Regions from separate parts of the Mus musculus genome. Here region 2 is linked to region 1. The links are chromatin contacts, called in public Hi-C maps. All regions are on one chromosome and are shown on one strand. The core of a region is the stretch at or near the end of the contact, and the rest is flanking DNA. Distances in the headings are between cores, read along the strand shown. Region 1 overlaps Dlg2 (discs large MAGUK scaffold protein 2). Region 2 overlaps Dlg2 (discs large MAGUK scaffold protein 2).

Region 1 (6,423 bases), core at 2,417-4,916:
AATGCTCTTCAGCAAGAAATTAATCCTCATTTTTAAAAGGCTATTTTAAATTTTTGTGTTACTTATTTGTAATTAAAAGATGGTCAAATAGGGATCTTATGGTTCACCAGAAACTTAGACCACCAATATAGCTATTTATTATACTGAATAAATTCATTCACATACATTAAGAAGGGTTGAAAATAGAAAATCTCTACAGTACTGGCCCTGATGTTCAGTTATTATTTCAAGCTGAATCTCATAAGTGTCCTAGTCTTCCATATGTATCCAACTGCTGATTAGCCATTGATGGCCACCCTGGAAGGCTATTTTCCTAAGTGTTATGTATACAAATGGAATTCATTATAAGTGCCTATTTAGGTACTTATTTAGACAGGAATAGGACATGACACATGCATGAAGGGCAGAAGACTCCTTGCAGGAGTCAGTTCTTTCTTTCCACCATGTTGGTCCTGGGGATGAGACTCATTTAGTTTTGGTAACAGGCACTTCTATGTACTGGTCCATCTTGCTGGCCTATATGTTAACATGACTTTAATAAGCCCTTCTTGAACATATTTGACATGTGCTTACCTTTGATCCAAAACTGGCAAGAAACCCTAATATACTCAATGTTTACTCAGCTCACAAGCAACAAATCCTATTCCTTCAGAAAACTTTTGGCAAGTCAGCTAGCCTAGGGAACAGACACTGGAGCAGTACTTGTGTTGAATCAGCATACAACATACATGTAGCTCCTTTGAAACAGGGAACATGTGACTTCCACTTTCACTATCATGCATTTTTTATATCACACACACACACAAATAATTTTCTATTTAAAAATATTTTTTATTAATTCTTTGAGAATTTCACATAATGTGCCCTGATTATATTCACCTCCATTTCCCCCAATTCTCTCTTGGATATATATTGTGTGGATTTTCTTCAAGTACTCCTACCAAGGAAAGCAACCTGTCTCTGAAATACTATTTGCTCATATGATTTTTACACACCCCATTGTTGTGCCTGTTGTTCTTCACAGAACAGGCCTTGAGCTCTTACTTATTTTATTTCTCATCGTGTACACAGAGCGCTAAGCCCATGTACGGCAATCACTCAGCAAATGGAATTTAGGATCCAGAGTTCTCCAAAGTCAATGTGCAAGTCACAGACAAAGGTCTAGAAATATATGGCTGCGTGTTAGAAGAAATAGGCTGGGCCATTTGGAAGATTCAAATTCCTATGGAGTCTGAGAACCATGGCTTTACATAATGCAATCATCTATAATGCAGCCACTGCAGACACCAGAAAAAGAAACCCCTTATAATGGAATCATGTTCAGGTTCTGCTGGTCTTAACCAATGTATATTTGGGGAATCCTTTAGCTTCATTTTTTGGGCACAATAATTTCTTTCTGTTCTCTGCCCTGATCACTTAGAGCATGGGGAAGTTGGGACAACTCAGTAGGCTTCAGACATCCTTACTCTCCTCCCAGCAAGAAATGCATCTGGCAATATGGTCTGTTATATATCTACACACTGACATGAGCATCTTTTATGGTATATTCCATTTTCTACTCTAATCTTTATTTTCTCATTAGATTTATTTTGCAAGTATTTATAGGTCAGATGCCCTATGGAAAGCCTGACTTTAATTATTTCCATTGTTCCTTCTGTCTTCAGATCGTATGGCACTCATTTGCTGATAATATAACAATCTGAAACTCAGTCACCACACTAGCTATATTTATGACCAACGTGTCTTAGGTAATAACTTTGAACACAGAATTGCTTCCTAACCTTTGTATTCATTTTCCTAAATCATAAGGAGGGTCATAAATGACACATATGCATATGTGTCTTCACATCTCTGAGAGCTTCCAAAGGGTATGTTTCTTTATGTTTTAGTAAATTCTTATTTGGAATACTCAAAAAAAAAAAAAAAGAAAAGAAAAGAAAACAGTTGTATGCCCTCAATTCACTGCTCAATTCACTGGCTGTACTTTTTTTTTTTTGACCTAGCCAAAGTGACATAAAGTTGCAAAGAAAAGATGACTACTTGGCTAGTACATACTTGCTTATCTCTATAGTATGAGAATATACTATAATGTCATTATCTCAAGGACCAGAAAGATAGGGAAATGATAAGATCTAGCATCTATTTTTAGTCCAGAATTTATAATGTTAAATTTAGATTGTTCTTACATGTGTCTTTTGTGTTTATTTAATGGAAAAATAATTATAAATTACTGGGCACCTGTTAGGTGTGAAGGACTATTCGAAATAATTCTCGTATTGGATATGTAGTAATCTTTATTACAGATTGAGTCTTGCCCTATTGTATACTTTAGGGAATATGTTAGTATGTTTTATAATAGGTCATACTAGTCAGTAACAGAGGCATTCTTGAAACCCAGAAAATGTTAAACTCCTTTACTTCTCTAAATTATACCTGTGGTACATTATTTGGACTAGCTAGCAGAAAACTGAAAAAAAAAAGTTTCCTCAACTCAAATTAATCTTGATGTATATTAATTGTTTAATGTGTTAGTTTCAAATAATTTATATAGACCTTTGGAAAGGAGAAATAGTGGACAGCACTCTTACTCAAAGCATACAACTAGTTTATTGTTTAAAAGGAAGATGTATTAGGAATTGTGGGTAATTTAAAGGCATTAATGCCACCAGCACCACTAGCAACAACAAGAGATATCTCACATTGACAAAAGAGCTTCTGTGGGCTTTAGTAATTTTTTTTTCTAATTATAACAGAAGCCTTGGCAGTAGTGAGAGTTTAGTTTTTAGAGAAGTTATAATAATAACGGAGTTAACTCTTTAGGAATATTTGCATAAATGATCACTATTAATACTCATTAGAGATTATTATAAGAAATTTTTGTTTTAAAAATTGGTGTGCCTTTGATATATACATACATATAAGTAAAGCAATTTAGTGTATCTATAAAACCATTGTTATTACTTTTATGTAGATGAAAGAAATAGGAAGTTTGAGTACTATCTTCTAACCCATTTTTCAAAAGCCATAAAAAACCCATTGTGGGCTTCATTCTATTGACATGTATGTGGAAGCCAGGCAACTTCAGGACTGCCATGAAGCTCTACTTAGACAGGGTCTCACACTGTTTTAGACCCTGTCAATTAGGAAGGTTCACGCTGATGGCTGATGGAATTCATGCTCTCCTGTTTACAGGCAAGTGCTGTAAGCATGAGCCATCTCTCTAAACCCTAGAGAGAATTCTTGAATTGTGAAAAGCAACTGTAGGTCTTATTTGCCTTAATTTTTTTCCCCCTACTTTCAACATCTGGCCTAAAGAATTAAGATATTTAGGATAAATTGCTGTGACACTTTCCAATTTGAAAACAAAAAACAAAAAAACAAAAAAACAAAAAAAAACAAAACAAAAAAAAACAAAACAAAACAAACAAAACAAAACAAAACAAAACAAAACAAAACAAAACAAAACAAAACAAAAAAACCCGTAAGTAAAGATAAGTTTCATTTGCTCAGAATTCCAACCAGGAGCTTTGGTGCTCTGGTTCAGTACAGATATTTTCCAGGCCATGTACCTCTCAGCCAGCTCTTCTTACCAGGCCTGGGCACAGAAAAAAAATGCATTATCACAAGTATGCAAAATTCTGCCAACCCCTTCTGGTGTCTTTCTTAACTACATGCTTTTCAATTTAGCCTCATAGATGTCAGCTTCTTCCCATAAGAACAGAGGCTTGCACAATCATCAGCTCAGCTGCTTCCGCCATCTAGTGGCAAGAGACAGAAGTGAATGGGTTTTGTTTTCTGTAATTGCTAATGCTGCAAAATGGCAAGAATCAGCTTCATTTTTCAAATCACTGGCATTACTACAAATGCCAAATCTAGAAATACAAATGAACACTAATTTTTAGCAGCTGAAATTGAAGACCTCATGACTTCTGGGGTCACGTGCAACTTTTGGTTGTTTTCAGTTTGTTTTTTGTTTTTGTTTGCTTGTTTGTTTTGTTGTTTGTTTGTTTCTATGGTCAAAGTATTGATTAGGTACCATGTTACTTATGAAGCAGATACTGCTTGACCAACACAATCTTTGGTGGAAGGATATATTCTTGTACACAGGACCTGGCTCCTTTTGAGGAGAATTACTTAGCCTCAGTAAAAAACTGGAGATATTACTACCAGCCAATCACTGTGATGGGACTTGCTGCTTCCTGATCTCAGTAGGTCCTTCTTTCTCCACAAAGTCCTGGATGCTGAGAGTGGATCCTGTATCTCAGTCCTCTGCATTTCTCTTCCTTTTGAGCAACTCTACTCATATTCCCAGCTTGCACTACAGAAAAGATGTCTGTATTGTTAATTCTCTATTAGACTTTTCATCTTCTTCCTCTTTGATATCTGAGGCTTCACATATGCCAGACAAATTCTCTATTAATGACTTTCATAGGGGGACGATTTTAATTTATTTCATATACGTCTTTACCTAATTAGTCAAAAGGAAAGCATTATTTAATCTCCACCTTTCTTTCTTCTACCTTCATGATTTAGTATGTCTCAGAGTCCTGTATATGAGACATCATATATTTTCTAGACAAACTGTCAAATTCATGGTCTCCATGCTCGGTGCCTCCACTTTATCTCTGAGCTCATCACCTTGCCTTCTATGAGATGTCCTTGATTGTGATCTCACTCTTTTCCAGTTTTTCTACAACACCACATGAATAATTGTGTAATTTGCAAGCAGGACTATGTCATTCTCCATTATAAATTTTGCAGTCATCCCTTGTTACTTACAAAATGAAGTTCAGTCTCCACCAAAGGTCATTCTTTGCTTTTGCCACCCCTCTGCCTCACTCTGTCACATGCTGTGCACTCACCCAACTCTCTATATTTGCTATCATCATTTCCCCTCTCTTCCCTATTCAGGTAAGCACCTTCAGTTCTCAGAACCATTGAATATTGACATGATTATTGGAGTTAATGGCAACTTTGACCTTTTCTCCTTAGCTTCTACAAATCTCATCTACAGTTCAATCTCTGATCACATTCACCTCCTATCCAGCCCCAGTGAGCTAAAATAAATAAATAAATAAATAAATAAATAAATAAATAAATATTTTAAAAGGTTATAATTCAAGGTCTTAGAAAGATTTGCCTCTTCTTTTCTATTTTACTGCATATAACATGACATACTATATACGTTAATCTCCATACCTGTGTGTCTAACTAAAGCATGTAAGAAACTTGAAGACAAGTACTTTATAACTCAAAGCATCACACAGAAAACACTATATGGGATGAAGTTGAAGACGATTAAAAGAGTGAGTCAAATAACACAACAAAATATTTTCTTAATACATAGGTTAATGACATCTCAGAAATGCTGGTCATTTTTCCCAAAGTTAGACAAACTGGAAATGACAAATTTGGACTCTAATGTGTATTTGTTTGATCAAAATCCCAGTGGTGATTTATATCACCACAGTAAATTTGGAATGAATGTAACAAACCCCAAGATAGCAGGGCCCAGGTAGTGCTACACAAAGTAATTTGCCCCAAATTTCTAGCTTAGAATATTTCTATAATATGCATTCATACAACTCAATAAATAATAAGATATCAATAGAAATGATGAATTCTTCCATTTTTCTTTATTTGAAGAATGATATTTATTCATGGTATTTGAATCTGACTACTTTTGATTCCAGGACCAGAATGAAGCTTTATACTGTACTTGCTTATTGTGTTAAACAGTCTATCTGTGTCTATTATGGCTATTCCTAGTGTCTATCAGCCTGGCCAAGACATAATTTAATCCAAAAGTAAAAGTTCCATGAGTAATTGTAGTTAGGAAACAGATTTCTCTAGCCATATCCCTAGCTTAGATGATATGATGCATATTATATTAAAAATTCTGAGAAAGATCTGGAGAGATTTCTCAGAGGTTAGGAGCACTGGCTGCTCTTCCAGAGGCCCTGAGTTCAATTTCCAGCAACTACATGGTGGCTCATAATCTTTGTTGTTGATGTTGTTTGTTTTTTGTTTTGTTTTTGTTTTGTTTTGTTTTGTTTTTTCGAGACAGAATTTCTCTGTATAGCCCTGGCTGTCCTAGAACTCACTCTGTAGACCAGGCTGGCCTTGAACTCAGAAATTTGCCTGCCTCTGCCTTCCAAGTGTTAGGATTAAAGGCATGTGCCACCATGCCCGGCCTCATAATCATTTATAATGTGATATGTTTTCCCCCTTTCTGGTATGTATACATGATAACTAACTAAATAAATAAATAAATAAAATTTCATTGACTACTTATTGAACCTTTTCATAAACAAAACAAACAAACAACAACCAAAGGAGCTCTGGGAGATTTCATGCCAAGTTAACACATTTCACCATTGAGATGTGTTGAAGCAGGCATGCATTTCCTTACATCCCATAGAC
Region 2 (6,423 bases), core at 1,462-3,961, 230 kb before region 1:
GGGAAGGGAACTAAGTACTGCAGAAGCTAGAAGAACAAAACTGGAAATGATCATCTCACTTTTCCTCCAGGAGCCAAGTGTCATCCTGGAGGCCAATGAGGTGATCTGAACAAAGAAGAGCCAAAATATCTCTGCAGGAAAAGCTCACAACTTGACTGGGAGATAAGAGATATCTCTGAACTGTTAAAAGGACTATTTGGCAACTGGTTCTTACAGCTTAGTTTATTATCAGTAATATGTCTTGTTTTCAAACCTTTTTTTTTTCAGAATGAGATACCTAAATCATAACTGTTCTTGATTTTCAATATAAACTATTTTATTTATTAACATCAACATACTTAGTAGAGAATGAATGTTTATGAATAGAGTACATAGTGGATTAAATATATAGCAAATTTCTATGGCTAAATTAATTAGGGAGACATTAGAAGAAACTGCTTTTCAAGCAGGTCAGTGTGGGCGTATCTTATCTTCTCCATCACTCTAAGACTTTGGACTATATTATAGCAACATCATGGAATGATTGACGTATTTTGAACTATAAAATGAGCATTCTGTAGAGGAACAAGTAACTGAATACTTCCAAATGTTTTTAGGGTAGATGTGTTTCATTCTGAATTGGTTGGAGATCAGTTTAAGGCCATTGGACTAGTCCACAGCAAGATCACTGCAAGAAAATTCAGCAATAGATTTTCTATTCCATCTTTGCATTTCCTTAAATTCAGTGTAAGAAATGGCAGAGAACATTCAACACAGCTTACTGTGAAATCAATGCAGAAGGCTCACAGGTCCTGTGATGTAAGGAAACTTCATGTAATGAGATCCAACAGGAGGAGGGTAAAGGAAGCCCAGCCGCTGCTGAGATGGAGAGATGATTATGTGGACAGTCTAGTCCTCATCAGAAACAATCACACCTAATTTAAAAGACATTGTTGAAAAGACTAGCAAGATCTCACCAATCATGCTAGTTGTTCTACTGGAAAGGAAGAAAACAGGAAAAGATGACACAGGCATCTTATCTAATGCCATTTCTCCTTCTCAACCTGTATCATAGTCACCACCAGAAGGAAGAGCTGCATGTCAACATGTCAACCACCCCTGTAGCAGATTGAGGTGGCAAACTTGAGGGTATACAACATTTCCCACGACTCATCTACTCGTGCATGCCTTTAACTTGGAAGGAGGTACATTTTATAGGATACAAATAGAAACAATTAGAAATAAATTAGAAACAAATAGAAACAATTGCTGCCGTCACAGCTTCAAGTTTCACTCTGCATTCTGGATGAGGTTTATCCTGCTGAATAAGCACTCAGCTTTTAATATATCAAGGAGTGTAGGTTTACATCTTACAATTATTATGCAGAATTAATAATTATCTAGTTTTTTATATCTTGTCCATCATAGAAACTACATGAATTTAGGAACACAAGATCACCCTTTTCAATGTGGCAATAAAGGACTAAGGACACACAGAATATTATGGATATTACCTGTTGTGTTTCGAGGACAATGGATTGTCCTTTGGGTAGAACATCAGTAGTTGCTACACTGAACACTAGTCCAAGTTTAGATTACCTATGCTTAAATCAGCTTCATTTATCTTACAGATTTCAGAGAAACTAAAATACTGCTTGTATTTCATAATTTGTCATATTTACTCCTGTTAAAAGATCATGATTTATAAAGAAAAATATATACCCCCTCTCTTAAAAAATGCAGCACAGAACTTCAAGGAAAGCTTTAACTACTTTGAGCAGTATTTTGTTTCTACTTCCTCCTTGGAGCCACTATATTTACAGAAATCTATTAATGGATTTCTGAATGGTGTGATGGTTCAAATAAGTTTAAAATATAATCATTTTATATTTGTCATGTATGCGAAAAATAAAGATAACATCAATACATGTGAGCCTATAAAACTTGTATAGAACAGGGGATGGAGAAATGAATCTGCAGTTAAGTGTGTCTCCCTTTTTAATGTGGTAATAAAGGATTAAGAACACACTCGATATTATGGATCTTCCAGAGTTTTCCAGAAGACCTGAGGCTCACACTGCCTCTGGCTCTAGAGAATCTGATGGTTTCTGGTTTCTATGGCCACCTACACTCACATGAACTACACCTGTTCACAGATAAATACCTTCCTCCCACCCCATAATCTTCATAAGCATCAAAATAAAATTTAGAAAGATTAATTCTTTGGTATGAAAACCTGTGGCCCAAACACAAGTCTAGTCCTTGCTTTGGTATAAATTTCAGCAACTTATTTTGCTTCTATAAGTCAATATCTTCATCTACAACTGGAGATAAGATGACCAACCTTACCAATATAGAGTTCAACATAAATTAAGATAATTATACATGAAAAAATGCTTGACTAAGCATAGATATTAAATAATTATGAGTCAGTAACATAAAGCACCCATCACCATCAAATTCCCAGGCTATAAATTATCAAGATATATGGGATACCTATTTTTCTTCATTATTCATCCATTACTAATTTTTCCCAGATTCTTTTTTAAGGGGTTTTCCTATAGTCTCCTCTCTTTTTTATTTTGCTCATGGTTTAGAGAATCACCATGAATCATTGCAATAGGATATAGTGAAACATGAGTCATGTTTTCATCTGGTCTAACTCCCCCATTTTATGGTTGACTGCAGAAACTATGATTCTGCAACATGCCTAGGGTGATTCAAAGGCTACGATGACCCATCTATGAGAGTCCAGGTCTCTTAATTTCCAGTCTGTATCTTTCCACTGACCTATTCTACTCATTCTCCTCTGAACCATAAATCTGACCATGACTCCAAATTGCAAGACTCAGGTTACTTAACACAGCCTGCCAGGATGTGATTTCTGCTGACCTTGGAATTAAACATACAGTTTATGAACCGATCAGAAACAAAGAGCTGTTTAGAAAATCATTTATTTATCCTGTCAAGGCCACTGACATACTGCAGTTTTCTTTGATACAGTTGTGATAGGATAATGAACACTCTGCCTGCAGGCATCTCATGATGAGAGGACACTTTCAAACCTTCCAATTTCTAAATCCATTCTATCCCTTGCTTCAGAATTGCTACAACAGAACTATATGTTCCTCCTGACTGAAGCTGGTTCCTGAATATATGACTTGACCATTACTGTCTTGAAATTAACTCAAAGGTTAAAGGTAAAAGAGATTTTATTTGAATCTTTTTGAATGTCATAAAGAATATAACCAATATCAACCCCTAAAAGATAAGACTGAATAATACCACAGGCCTACAGCACTCTTCTTGAATCTTAACCATTAAATTGCATTTCAATTACTCTCCTGAAAACTCAACATCACTATGTTCATTAAATTATGGAGTGTCTTTCCATAAAGGTGGTTTGTTAACTTAATCTTAATGAAATATCCTCATGAGCTCTGAAGACTACATGTCTTAAGCTTACCTAACTCTCCAACTTCCATCCCTTCACATCTATAATTTCTTTTCTTCACATTGGCTTTCTTGCATTACAAAAATATATCACATGTATATAACCCTAGGGCATCTTGTAACCCTTTTCTTCTCTTATTTATGATATCAGCTAAGGCTCTTCACAGGGCTTCTTCCTTTACACTTTCATTCTCAGTTGTCAACTGAATTGTTTCCTCCCTATTAATTCCTCCTGCCTCACTTTAACATCTATTTAAAGAAGCACTTTCTAACCTAATCACCACACCATATTGTCTTACTGGATTTTTAGTAATGCTTCTCTATCTAAAGAAATATTATTTGTTGATTGTTTCCCACTATTTACCTATTGTACACATTGTCAACAATAGGGATAGGGATCTCATGTAATTCATAAATCCATAAATATGTATGTTAGTGACTGAACAAATTAACACTGGTAATTTTGAACATGTGCATTTCTATTCATGTGACACCAAAATACACGATTTTTACATAGAGTGAATATATACACACAAATGTATACACACATATTTATATAATGCATGTCTCTCTCTATGTATATATGTGTATATATATATGTGTGTGTGTGTGTGTGAAATAGATATTGTCACATAAATAGAAATATCCATACTCAAATATATGTGTGTGTGTGTCAATTTTTTGATTTTTGTATTCTCTTAAATGATCAGACTGATTATTTGGGCTTTCAGGGGACACACTGCATTTTAGGGAGTAATCACCATATAAGACGTTATTCTCTATCCTGCCTTGCCTAAAATAGCACCAATCCCTCTCTACCAAGTTTTGAAAATATAGGATTTTCCACAATTTACAAATTGTCATCTTCTAGCTTAGCTCTAAGAGCCAAGGAATAAACACTTGGTGATCTTACAAAGTTTGTAGTGTGAAGGATGAAGCAAGCAGTAAGTAATCACAGTGATAACTGAAAAGCAGGCATCTGGACAACATTTGCTGGAATCACAGAGAAAAGAAAGCCTCAGAAAAGACCCATGAGAGATGATCCTTCAATGCTGAATGTGATTAAATCAAGCAGAGAGACAGAGAGTGTTATTAAGGACAGAGGAAGGAATTACCAGGAGAGTACATAGTGGCTTCTGGGATCAGAGAACAGTGGGTGATTGGTCAGGATCTAAGCACAATGGAGTGGCTGGAGAGAGGTCTGAACTCATGCTTAATACAAACTGAAAGAAAGTTTCATTGTGCTTCTAAGTAATACACACACACACACACACACACACACACACACACACACACACACACACACAGTTTGTAAGAAAATGTTTGCCAATCTGTTTTCCATGATTTTAATTATCATTAAAAAACAGGTCATCATTGCACATAAAGGAAATATCTCAGGAATTTGACTCATCTCTTTTAGAGATGAAGGACTCGCGGGGGGGCGGGGGGGAATCCTTTAATAAGAAAGAAACAAGCACTTGCTGTTCTCACTCCGCCATGGATTCTTGACATTTCCAGACATGCTTGCTTTGTCCACACATTAGCTCGTACTTAAAAGGAAGTGCCACTTTAAATAATTTGTTTTTAAACCACTAAGTAATATGAGTAGAGCTGAATGTTAAATTAGGGAAAACTTCTCAGTGATAAATGGGGTAACGACAACATTCACAATGGGTCCAAGGTAACCAAACACTGCTAGCAATTGTGAATAGACTCGGAGTAGAAATGCAAAAATGCAAATGTTTGAGATGCTCTGAAATTTAATTCCGTGTTAACTAATAGTGATTAATTCTTGTGGGTTCTGGGAGTAGGAAGGTCTAGAGCTGAGGGTGAATCCTGATTTCAGCCCTGGCAGCTCAAGATGACTGTAGGAGAGGTTTGCCTGCAGGCTAGATGGGAAAGGAAACCTGTGAGGATCATCTGGAAGCCCAAGGTGAGAGAGCTGTTGTCATGCCAGCTATTATACTGCCATTCTACCAAATTTACTGGGAAATAATAAGTGTAAGTTTACTAGGAGCTCCCAAGCACAGGGGTGCTTTCACAAACTGAAGAGAATCTTTAGATCTATGCTCATTTCTCAACCTACATTACACCTTCTGCTTACTTTTAAGCTTCCTGTCCTAGAAGCCAAAATTTCTCTCCAAACTAAAGATTTATTGGTCCTTGCTTCCTTCCTTCCTTCCTTCCTTCCTTCCTTCCTTCCTTCCTTCCTTCCTTCCTTCCTTCCTCCCTCCCTCCCTCCCTCCCTCCCTCCCTTCCTTCCTTCCTTCCTTCCTTCCTTCCTTCCTTCCTTTCTCTGATTCTCTGTCTCTCTACCTCTGACTCTCTGAGTGTCTCTCTCCTGTCTCTCTGTCTCTGTTTGTCTCTTGTCTGTCTGTCTCTCTCTCTCACACACGCACACACACACACACACACACACACACACACAGAGAGAGAGAGAGAGAGAGAGAGAGAGAGAGAGAGAGAGAGAGAGAGAGAGAGAGAACAACCAGAGGATATTTTGATAAAAGAAATCCACAGATTTTCAGGAACCATAAGCTTTTTAAAAAATATATATATTCACGACAACAGTGTAAGAATAGTGTTTTTTATGACTAAAATTTTATATTGTCATTCTATAATTTAATTCTATTGAAAGTCAGTGACAGAACTTCTGTGCTTCTGCCCCATACAAATCTCATTCATATATAAATTTCACTTAACTGTTTTTTGTTTGTTTGTTCGCTTGCTTGCTTGCTTGTTTTTCTAGACGAGGTTTTGTTATCTGGCCTTGGATGTCCTGGAACTCTGTAGACCAGACTGGCCTCAAACACAGAGATTTGCCTTCCTCTGCCTCCTGTTTACTGGAATTAAAAGTCTGTGCTACTACTGCCTAGCATCTCTCAACTCTTACCCATAGATAACCACATTAAATGAGGACATTTCCCCAAGGCTTTCTCCATACCCATTTCCTCAAGTTTTCCTACTGTCAATTTAACGTCTATGTGGACT

What was found. Hi-C and Micro-C count contacts between places; a contact is called where the count stands out from the background.
Region 2: a Hi-C map of the N1E-115 cell line shows a contact between it and region 1, with 4 times the contacts expected there. The contact joins two enhancer-like sites. A contact is called at or near these places in 1 of 15 datasets of contacts at CTCF or cohesin (the NIH/3T3 cell line) and 5 of 484 Hi-C or Micro-C datasets (the HPC-7 cell line, the N1E-115 cell line, cortical neurons and 1 more).

What each region holds. Positions count from the first base shown.
Region 1 is chr7:91,454,689-91,461,111 of GRCm38.p6, reverse strand. The region is part of intron 2 of Dlg2 (discs large MAGUK scaffold protein 2); the gene reads right to left. Among named protein-coding and RNA genes, the nearest start is that of Gm24552, 210 kb to the right of the region's middle. Within about 2 kb of position 3,666, at least 4 of the 459 cell types and tissues checked have an H3K27ac peak or open chromatin away from gene starts, as enhancers often do. A contact at or near this core is called in the N1E-115 cell line, where this site is marked.
Region 2 is chr7:91,686,314-91,692,736 of GRCm38.p6, reverse strand. All of the region lies in intron 2 of Dlg2 (discs large MAGUK scaffold protein 2), which reads right to left. Among named protein-coding and RNA genes, the nearest start is that of Gm32353, 270 kb to the left of the region's middle. Within about 2 kb of position 2,711, at least 11 of the 459 cell types and tissues checked have an H3K27ac peak or open chromatin away from gene starts, as enhancers often do. A contact at or near this core is called in the N1E-115 cell line, where this site is marked.